Linked DNA regions of Gossypium arboreum: region 2 is linked to region 1. A link is a contact called in public Hi-C data. All regions are on one chromosome and are shown on one strand. The core of a region is the stretch at or near the end of the contact, and the rest is flanking DNA. Distances in the headings are between cores, read along the strand shown.

Region 1 (4,698 bases), core at 285-2,784:
GTTCAAGTGCAATAGACACTTCATGGCATTGATAAGCAATTGAATAAGGAAAGGTGAAAGCTAGACATGGGTTTTTTCTCCTATTATTTTAAGAGGCATCAAATTATTGTAGGAGTGCAACATGCTACCTAAGAAAATTGCCAAGATGTGCTGGCCAGTGGCTTGAACCTCTACTATCATAGGGCCTATCACCTCTCTTCCTTTTATTCAAATTTCTTCCCTTGTTCTTATTCCCAGAATTTAACCTCACCCGGATGCATTTTGAGGAAGAATCAGGTCCATCAACAGTGTCGGTGACTAGAAATCTAAGATTTTCCTTAAAGAAATTATGCATTGCCTGAAAATGTCGAAAACAAAATGAAAAGGTTCTTATAGTTAGTTTGATTCCCTCTTCGTAATAGACTAACACCCTACACGCTAAAGGTACAAAATGATTAAGGATAAACAAATTGAAAAAGAACCTAAAGCTTACCGTTCGATGAGATTTATCAGAATCTGGAGACAGAACAATGGGAGAGATATCTTCTTCACTGCCTGAAGTAATTTGGTTAATGAAAGCTTCTAACCGATCGACATCAATTTCGCAGGCAAGTGATCTGAATTTTTCAATTTCAGATGCATAATTTTTGTTAAGTTGATCAGATATTTTTGTTTCAACTTCCTGAAAAGCCTGAGAACATGTTCGAAAAGAAAAAGATTAAAATATATTAAATGTACAAAAACATAATTATGATAAAAATGGTATGAGTTAGATTACCTCTGGAGGGGCATCTAAAGAGGTCAAATGAACAACATTTCCCTCAATGTCTACTTCATTCACAATGAAATCAGAATATCTACACAAAAAATTCAAAGCAATCAAATAACAAAATTTTCCATCGCCAATTGCAATTATAACCAATTCATAATAAAGAAAATCACTCTCAAAACTTCCAATTTTCCTCATTCCAAATTTTCTCCATTCCTTTTAAATACAAAGAATCTCATTATACGCACAAAGACACAACTGCCAAAACGCAGGCTTGAGTGAAGCTAAGACTAAACCTCTCATTCCACCATCTTAATCGAACAAACATATAGCCAAGCATGCATGTGGAAATAAACAAATTAAACATAAGGGTATTTGCAAAAAAAAAAAAGCACAAAACTTGGTCATAAAGGATAAGTTTAAAAGAAATGAAAACAAAAAAAAGGAGTGACCCTTCACCTTTGTTTGAGGATGCCACGAAAACCAGGAAGGTTTGAGATGAAACATAGGATTCCCACATCGGATTCGGTGATGGTCGTCATTGTTAAACTTGAATAATTTGAGTATTTCGTGATTGGGTGTTTTGTCAAGTTTGATTTTGAAAGTGACAAGTAGTTCCGTTTGCAGTGGAAGTAACAGTTGGGTTTTAGAATTGAGACACCACAACGCCACATTTTCTTCTGCTTTCCCAGGGTTTACTGGTAATGCTATCCTGTAATACGATGCGTTTTGTTGCTTTGATGGGGTTTTTCCTTCTGGCTTCATTTTGGGCCTTTTAAGGCCATTTGTATGGTTTGGGTATTACACCAAGAAATAGATTTGATGAAAATTGAAAAAAGAATAAAGGAAAAAAAGCAACAGTGATGAAGCCCATTGGCTTTCAACGATGGCAATGATGAGGGAGTTGGAAGTGTAACCAAAGACAACAAAAACAAAGTGCTCCAAAAAGCAAAAACGAGTTGACCCATTGTAGAGATCCAAAACAAAGGCCACAAGCCAGAGTAGAGAGAGAAACCAAAAACAGAGCAAAAGAAAAAGAAAAACGCCTGCATTGAGAGAGAGAGAGAGAGAGATGGTGAGTAAACCAGAGGAGACCCAATTGAACACGCTTGAAAACCAGGTAGACAATGGAGGAGGAGGTGCTTGGGAGTATCTTTGCCTTGTCAGGAAGCTCAAAGTTAGGCGTTCAGAGAAAGTCTTGAAGTATGGCTTATCGATCTTAAACGACCCCAAAAAACGATCTGCTCTTGGCCCTGAAGGTTATTTTTTTTTCTAGCTTTGATTGATTTCTGAAATTGGTTTTGCTTGAATTGGATGATTTCAAAGTGTTTGATTTGAATTTTGAGTTCTTTTATCGGTTTTGTTTGTAATTAGATTTGATTTGGTATTAGAGCTTTGTGTTCTTTGTTTATTTGCTAAAGAGTTTTGCTTGAATTTCACAAATTGAAGCTTTACTGATTGCTACCCTGTTATTCATTTACTTGAAATCGAAGTTTGAAGCTTTATGGTTTTGTACTTTTGTTTTAAAAAAATCGAAGATTTTATTTAAATTGGGTGTGATGAGAACTTTGAGGTGGTATTACTAGCTTTGTGTAGGTTTCAATGTGTCAAGCTTGATTTGAATTTGTATGTATTAGAATAAGAATTAGTTGGTTAGGAACGCAGGTTGAGTTTTCAATATTTTGATTTTTCAACTGAGATTTTGAGAAGTAATCAGAAAAAGTTAGGAGTGCCTGATGAAGCACAGTTTGTGGCACTTTATAGTTCTAGACATTTCATTTGCTATATATCCTAAGTTAGATATGAGACGTTATCTTAGTTTTATACATTTTCTCGTGTTCTATCACATCATTCGAGACTTATTTTGGTATTGGATTTCACTTTGTAGTCTAGAACAGTAGGCACTTGCGAACAGTTACCCTTTGATCTGTCAGAATGTGATTTTAATTGGTGTGTTTAGACCAAATTGTTGTCTGTTTAAGATTAGATGTCTGCTTATGACCAAATTGTTGCTTCTATTAATTTATCAGGCACGTTTGTGAACATTTATAATTACTAACAACTGCTTATTTTGATACAGAATGGACTCTATATGAGCAGGTAGCTATTGCTGCTATGGATTGCCAATGTCTCGATTTTGCAAAGGTACAATCCTTTTTCTTTTTTCTTTTTTTCCATTTTTGATTGATTTTAAGATTTTATTTTTTGTATGGAGATTTCCATTTATGTGAAAGAATATTCTATTTCTTTTACTTATTTAATTTGTATCAGTCCCACTGGGTTGACTACTCTCATTGTTCTTACAGTTTCTCTTTTGAGAATGCTAATAGTTCTTTAAGGTGGTACTTGTTGGAATTCCTTAGATTAAGCAGATTTTCTACCTTAGTTCTAGGAATTTCCTTGTACTATTAGCCATAATCAAATTACTAATTTTTAGGGATAGGCTAATTTCTAGAGATTATTTCCTTTTTATTTTTCCTGCTATTCTTTAAAAGGCTGTAGTCAGATTAGAAGAAATAAGAATAATTCTTCTTCCTAAATTTGTACATGGTATCAAGAGCATCAGGAATTCAGTAGACCCTGCTCTTTCTTCACTTTTCTTGTTCTGTTTTCTCTGTTAGAAACCCTACTCCCATGGGTGACACCGAAAATTCCTACGAGACTCTTCATAAACTTCGGCTAACCAAAACTCAACTTGAGGCTCTTCATAAACTACTCGGGACTCCTACAGCCAGTGGGTCACTAGCTATTCACGGTACTGCTTTAAATACTACACACGAACCTATCACAACTTCCTGGATACTAGACTCAGGTGCATCCGACCACATGACAGGTAATCTAAGTTTGTTTCACACCTATTTACCTTGTCATGATCACTCTCGGATTCGCATAGCTGATGGATCTTGCTGGTGGCTGGAATGGGGACAGTTAGACTTACTGAAAATTTTTCCCTTGATAAAGTTTTACATGTTCCAAATCTTTCCTATAATTTACTCTCAATTAGCAAGCTTACCAAGGATGAAAAAGTACTTGTTGAATTTTCGCTTTAGGTTGTGTGGTTCAGAACAAGAATCGGGAAGATGATTGGCACTGCTAAAGTTGATGATGGCTTATATGTTTGGAACAAAAACAGTTCACAAGAAGGGATGGCCTTATCTACATCAAAAGAAGATTCTATCATGCTATGGCACCGTAGACTAGGACACCCAAATTTCATGTACTTGAAGAAATTGTTTCCTCTACTATTTCTAAATAAGAAAATAAGTTCATTGAACTGTGAAGTTTGCCAACTGTCTAAACACACTCGTGTCCCTTATCCTTTGAAACCTTATGTTCAATCTCAACCTTTCTCTTTAATCCACAGTGATCTATGGGGAGCCAGTCGAGTAAAAAACATCACAGGGGCTAGGTGGTTCATAACTTTCATTGATGACCACACTAGAGTTTGTTGGATCTATCTCTTTAAAGAAAAATCCGAAGTCTCTAGAGTCTTCAAAAATTTTCATTCAGTGATTCGAACCCAGTTCAATTCAAATATTCACACCCTTAGAACTGATAATGGGAGAGAGTACTTTAATTCTATCCTAAGTCCTTATTTTTCTGAGCAAGGAATCATACATCAAAGTTCTTGTCCTGACACCCCTCAACAAAACGGGGTTTCCGAGAGGAAAAATAGACACCTTGTAGCCGTGGCTCGTGCTCTTATGTTTACTATGGGTGTACCAAAGTATTTATGGGGAGAAGCTGTCCTCACTGCTTGTTATCTTATAAACCGACTCCCATCTAAGGTATTAAACTTTCAAACACCTTTACATACTCTTCAAAAAATTTTTCCCTTGTTTCGTGTTCCTAATCTCCCAACCAAAACATTTGGCTGCAAAGCATTTGTCCACAACCATCAACCTAACCGATCTAAACTTGATCTTAGAGCCCACACTTGTGTCTTTATT
Region 2 (5,031 bases), core at 421-2,920, 410 kb after region 1:
GCTTTACCTGTCAACACAAAGCTCAGACCCTCAGAGGTAGAGGTATCAGCAACTTCAGCAATCCGATTAAGATCCCTTTGAAGAGACCGTCCCATACCCAACAACCCAACCTAATAATAAAAACAAAGAGACTACAAATGAACAAATGGTAATTGAATTCCATCAGTAATGGCAACCATCACAATTCTGTGTCCATCTCACTTCCTTGTCTAGCTCATTTCACATGACAATTATTCATACAAAATTAAGTCTTGACACTTTATTACAAAAAGGAATTCATATTAAAGTCAGCTTTAAAGATTCTACCAGAATTCACATTTAAGCAACCCTCCTCCATAGACACCCGATCTTGTCAGGGTCATTCTCAAGTCTCACTTTGATTTCTCCTAATTTGGATTGGTCCATTCTTTTGTGTCTTTTGTCTAGCATGCCGGATGTTACAACTTCTCTGTATATCACATTTATTTCACATTCAATCTATTCAGTTGAATGTCAACATGTTGATTAACCGTGTATTTATCCATACATCTGAACACCACTACTTCATATCTTACTTCAACACATCTGATCGGTAGCATTCTCACTCTGAAATTGGATATTAATTTATTGATATGCATCAATGATGCAAAAAACAAAGGAACAAATCCTTAAAACATAGTATTTCTTGTTATCTAAAAACCAGCTTCACCATCATTACAAGGAGATCAGCATGCTTTTTTATGATTAAATAAAGCAGTTGATTCATTAATGTTAAACATCATTCAAGGACTTTATCACCTATGCAAACATACTTAAAGCAAAAGAATAACTAAAAAGCAATAAAAGAAAATCCAAAAGCTTACCTGAAGCTTAATAACACTAGTCCTTTCGCTAGTAGTGAGCACACTACTCTCAGACCGATCCGAAAGGAACCCGGAGACCAAAACAAAGGCAGCAAACCCAACCAAAATCAAGAAAAAACTCGAGCCGGCACCAACACCTACCCCAACTGCAGGCCCCATGTAAAACCCACCACCTCCGAATGGAGCAGGCGCATAATAAGGAGCCGAATACGAAGAAAACCTCGACCCTCCATTTCTAGGCACCGAATAACTCCTCGAAGATGAAGAACTCGAAGAAAAAGACCTTCCTCCCATCCTCCCACCTGATGCAGCCAATGCTACGTTATTAGGATCATACATTAGCAACAAACCCAATAAAACCGCGGCTATAGCGGGCTTTTTTAACGCGTTCAAAGCTTTTAACATTGTTTGAGAAATAATCTCGAATGGGTTTTTGTCATTTGAGCTGGAACTCAACTGGTTGTTGGAGCCCAAACTCGAGCTCGTCAAATGTTTCCTCTGCTCCGACGAGAAGAAGCATTTAACAGTGAACTTTGCCGAACGTTGACCGTTGAAAGCCAAAGTTCCAGTGAAATTAGATAGGCGAGGAGGAGAAGGAAGAGGCAAATGAAGGGCGAAATAGTGTTTCAAGTTCAAAGTGTTGGATTGGAGCAAAGAAGAAGTAGAAGTTGCCATGGTGAATGGAGAGAGATTATGAGCTTTGGGTGCGGAGATATTTTTTTGAAGAATGAGGGAAGGTGAGATCAAGAAATGTTTTGGTTTTGCGGGGAATGAGTTTGGGTGAATGTGATGGTGAAATTTGAGGGAGTTGTGGCCATGATAAGAGAAGGCCGATAGTGTCATTTTGAACCTCATCTTCATTTGTAAATTCCCATTCAAAAGTTTTAGGTCTAATTTTGTCTTCAACCCCTCTTCTCTTTAATAATTGAAGCTTTGTCAAAATGCATCCATAAAAAATAATGAGGGTTTTCGTTGCTAAATAAACCTATAATTAAAAATAATAATCATATTTATCTATACTATTATTTAAGTCTTTAATTGAATTTTGGTATCACGAATCAACTGGACACCAACTCGATTAAAGAAATTAGAAAATGTCCTTCTATAATTAAAATAAATTATATTATTCAAGGGTATTTTAATTTTTTATTTAAAAGAATCAATAAAAAACTAGGTACGATTGAATTTAAATCTATACTAATTACATTAATAATATATTATTTTTATCACTAAATCAAAGCTTTATTTTAATAAGATATTAACATTTTTATTTTATTATATATTTTTATTACTTTCATCAATTAAATACATAATTTTTGCACACATGCCCTGTAATAAAATTTTTAATTAGTACATCATTACTAAGATCACAATCATATTTCAAGATATAGTGAAAAATTGATGAAAAATTTTAACTAGATTTAGAGTTAAATAAATTTTACAAGGGTATAATATTCTTCCAATCCCTGTACTATTTAGATTTTTAAAATTAGTCTCTTTGCTTTTAACCAAAAGAATTTAGTCCCTTTACTTATTTGATTTTAAAATTAATTTCTAAAAATTTTGAATATATGTTATAATTGTACTTTAATTTTAAGTCAAACATTTAAATTTTAAAATACCACATATTCAAAATTAACAAAAGTTTATTAACAGTGTCATACCGATTGCAATTTAGTTTTTAAATAAGATAAAAAAAGAACTAAATTCTTAAAATTAAAAGCAGAAGGATTAAAGTTTTACAACTTTGAAGAGTAAAAGGACAACGAGGCAATATTAACCCTTTTAAGGGCAAACTCAAGTATTTACTGTAGCCATTTGTAGAACTTAACGTTAAAAAAGGGAAGCCCCATTTAAAACCCAAGATGCAAAAACTAAAAAAGCCCAAATTCAAAACCTAAAATAAACCCTAATCAGTGATAAGTCGATTCCATAGGAAACCCTATAAAAACTTGTTTTTTCGCTATTGCTATTCTCTCTCCTTGAACTGCTGCCGCTGTTTGTAACTTTTGGTGCTTCCAGTGCGTCGAAACCAAGAAAAGAGGAAGATATTTGCTTAACCATGGCGGACAAGGCAGTGACTATTAGGACAAGGAAGTTCATGACGAACAGGCTCCTTTCCAGGAAACAATTCGTAAGCTCCATTTCCATTTTTTTCCCGCTCATTTCTTCGTTAACCAAACAATGGGCAACGTTAAATTTTAAGGCTCGGAGCTTATTTCTTTCGTAATCTTTCACATTATTTTCCATTACCTGCTTTCAGTAAGGTTTAGTTCGGCTGCAGATCTGCTCAAAGAAAGAAAATAGAAGAAAATGAGAGAAAATAAGTATTTGTTTTTTGTTAGTTTGCTTGTAGGATGCTTAATTTAGGTCTTTCCTTGATTTGTCATTTGGAAACAAGTGACTTTTTTTTTCTTACTATGAAGCCTGCAATAAAATAAAATTGCTCTTTTGGGAAACTGAAGGTCAGATGAGCTTATATATGTTTGAAATTGTTAACTTGGAAGATGAAACTTGTTATTTACTTGTTTTGTAGATCATTGATGTTTTGCATCCTGGGAGGCCCAATGTTTCTAAGGTAAATGTTTAATGATTCTCAATAACATTGTTTTATTGTCTTAACTTCCAGAAAATTGGACTGCTTGTGTTAACATATCTTTGATTTGTCGATCCTGTATTGTTAGGCGGAGTTGAAGGAGAAGCTTGCTAGAATGTATGAGGTGAAGGACCCAAATTCGATCTTTGTGTTCAAGTTCAGGACTCATTTTGGAGGTGGTAAATCTACTGGATTTGGTTTGATATATGATTCTGTCGAGAACGCAAAGAAGTATGAGCCCAAATACAGACTGATCAGGGTAATTTCTGATGTGTTTTATTTACATTTTCTCTGGATTTGTTAGTGGTGTGTCTGTTTTATTAGTAACTGCATTCTGAAGTATTTTTCTCCACATAGTTTTGTTTTTGGTATTCTCTAAAAAGCAATGTTGTGATACTAGTGAGCACGGAGGCAATGTTGCCTTTTAAAAGTAACAAGATGGACTTGGAAGTAGAGCCTTTTTTATAATTTGTACTTGAGTACTGCATGGTTATGAAGAAGACGAGTGGGGGTGATTTGCATTTTAGGTTACTTATTGTAGCATTTACGTCAGTGTAGGTCATAAGCATTTTAATTTCATCAAATTGCATCATTGAATTTCTATTATTAATAAATTAAGTTGTACTAATTCTCATGAAAATGTTGGCTCAAAGAACATGTGGGAAAGCATGAAATCCCGACCTTGGTTTTGTTTAGAGAATAAGTTACTTATGCATGTTAAGATGGCTTTTAAATTAAAATTATTTAATTGAGTTTGCATAAGTAACCTAATATATTAATAATAGGAGTTCAGTGATATAACGTGATGGAATTAAAGGGTTGAGACTTGTATGATAGTTTATGTTTGTTTAGTGATCTGAATGTGAATTACCCTATAATGTATTATGTGACTATGCTGCTTTGACTTTTCACACCTATATCTGACACATACTTGAATATGGATATGAAGGCATGACCTTCCAAAGTCCTTCAAAATTTATAAAAAAATTGAATATACTTTGTATTTGATACTCACTCCTTAGTCCAAGCAACATAGTTATGCAAGGCATTGAACCAGGGCTTTCATCTTTATGTCAGCATAACTATGTAATGTTACTTTAACCTTCTGGGTTTTCTTGCAGTTATTTTCTTTTGATTCCCTATCACATACGTATTGTCTTTTCATTGTTATTAATTCCGTTTGAATTGGTTTCTTTTAAGGGCATCAAAGGTACAATGCAAGACACTAATTATTTGTGTTACTATTTCAGAATGGACTCGACACCAAGGTGGAGAAATCAAGGAAGCAAATGAAGGAAAGGAAGAACAGGGCTAAGAAGATCCGTGGAGTAAAGAAGGTAAGATTAAATTATTTCTTTGTTCTCATGTTAGTTTACCTGAACTGATTTCACTTCCGAAAAATTTGATGATCGATGAGGGTCAATTTTCTGACCATTTTGCTTGTTCTGTAGACCAAGGCCAGTGAAGCAGCAAAGAAGAAGTGAGCTAAAAGGGATGAAAGAAAAGGTGAAATCTATGTCTATCTTAGGGTCAGTCTTTTTCAACAGCTTTTGTTTACTAGCCTCGCCTCAAGTGTTTAGGTGTCCTTGAACC

The links. A called contact is a pair of places that touch in the nucleus more often than the background predicts.
Region 2: a Hi-C map of leaf shows a contact between it and region 1, with 5 times the contacts expected there. The contact joins the promoter of LOC108474025 here to the promoter of LOC108473476 in region 1. A contact is called at or near these places in 2 of 5 Hi-C or Micro-C datasets (both in leaf).

Annotation. Positions count from the first base shown.
Region 1 is chr11:117,841,016-117,845,713 of ASM2569848v2, forward strand. LOC108473476 reads right to left here and starts at 1,535. Exons shown (of 20, transcript XM_053022166.1): 1 at 1,208-1,535; 2 at 758-836; 3 at 473-670; 4 at 129-337. The coding sequence starts at 1,422. LOC108474152 reads left to right here and starts at 1,636. Exons shown (of 9, transcript XM_017776073.2): 1 at 1,636-2,007; 2 at 2,829-2,893. The coding sequence starts at 1,821.
Region 2 is chr11:118,247,126-118,252,156 of ASM2569848v2, forward strand. It overlaps LOC108474025, which reads right to left and starts at 1,671. Exons shown (of 6, transcript XM_017775898.2): 1 at 843-1,671; 2 at 8-110. The coding sequence starts at 1,517. It overlaps LOC108474130 (probable serine/threonine-protein kinase WNK9), which reads left to right. Exons shown (of 12, transcript XM_053021546.1): 8 at 2,821-2,976; 9 at 3,379-3,420; 10 at 3,527-3,697; 11 at 4,689-4,775; 12 at 4,890-5,031. The coding sequence ends at 4,922.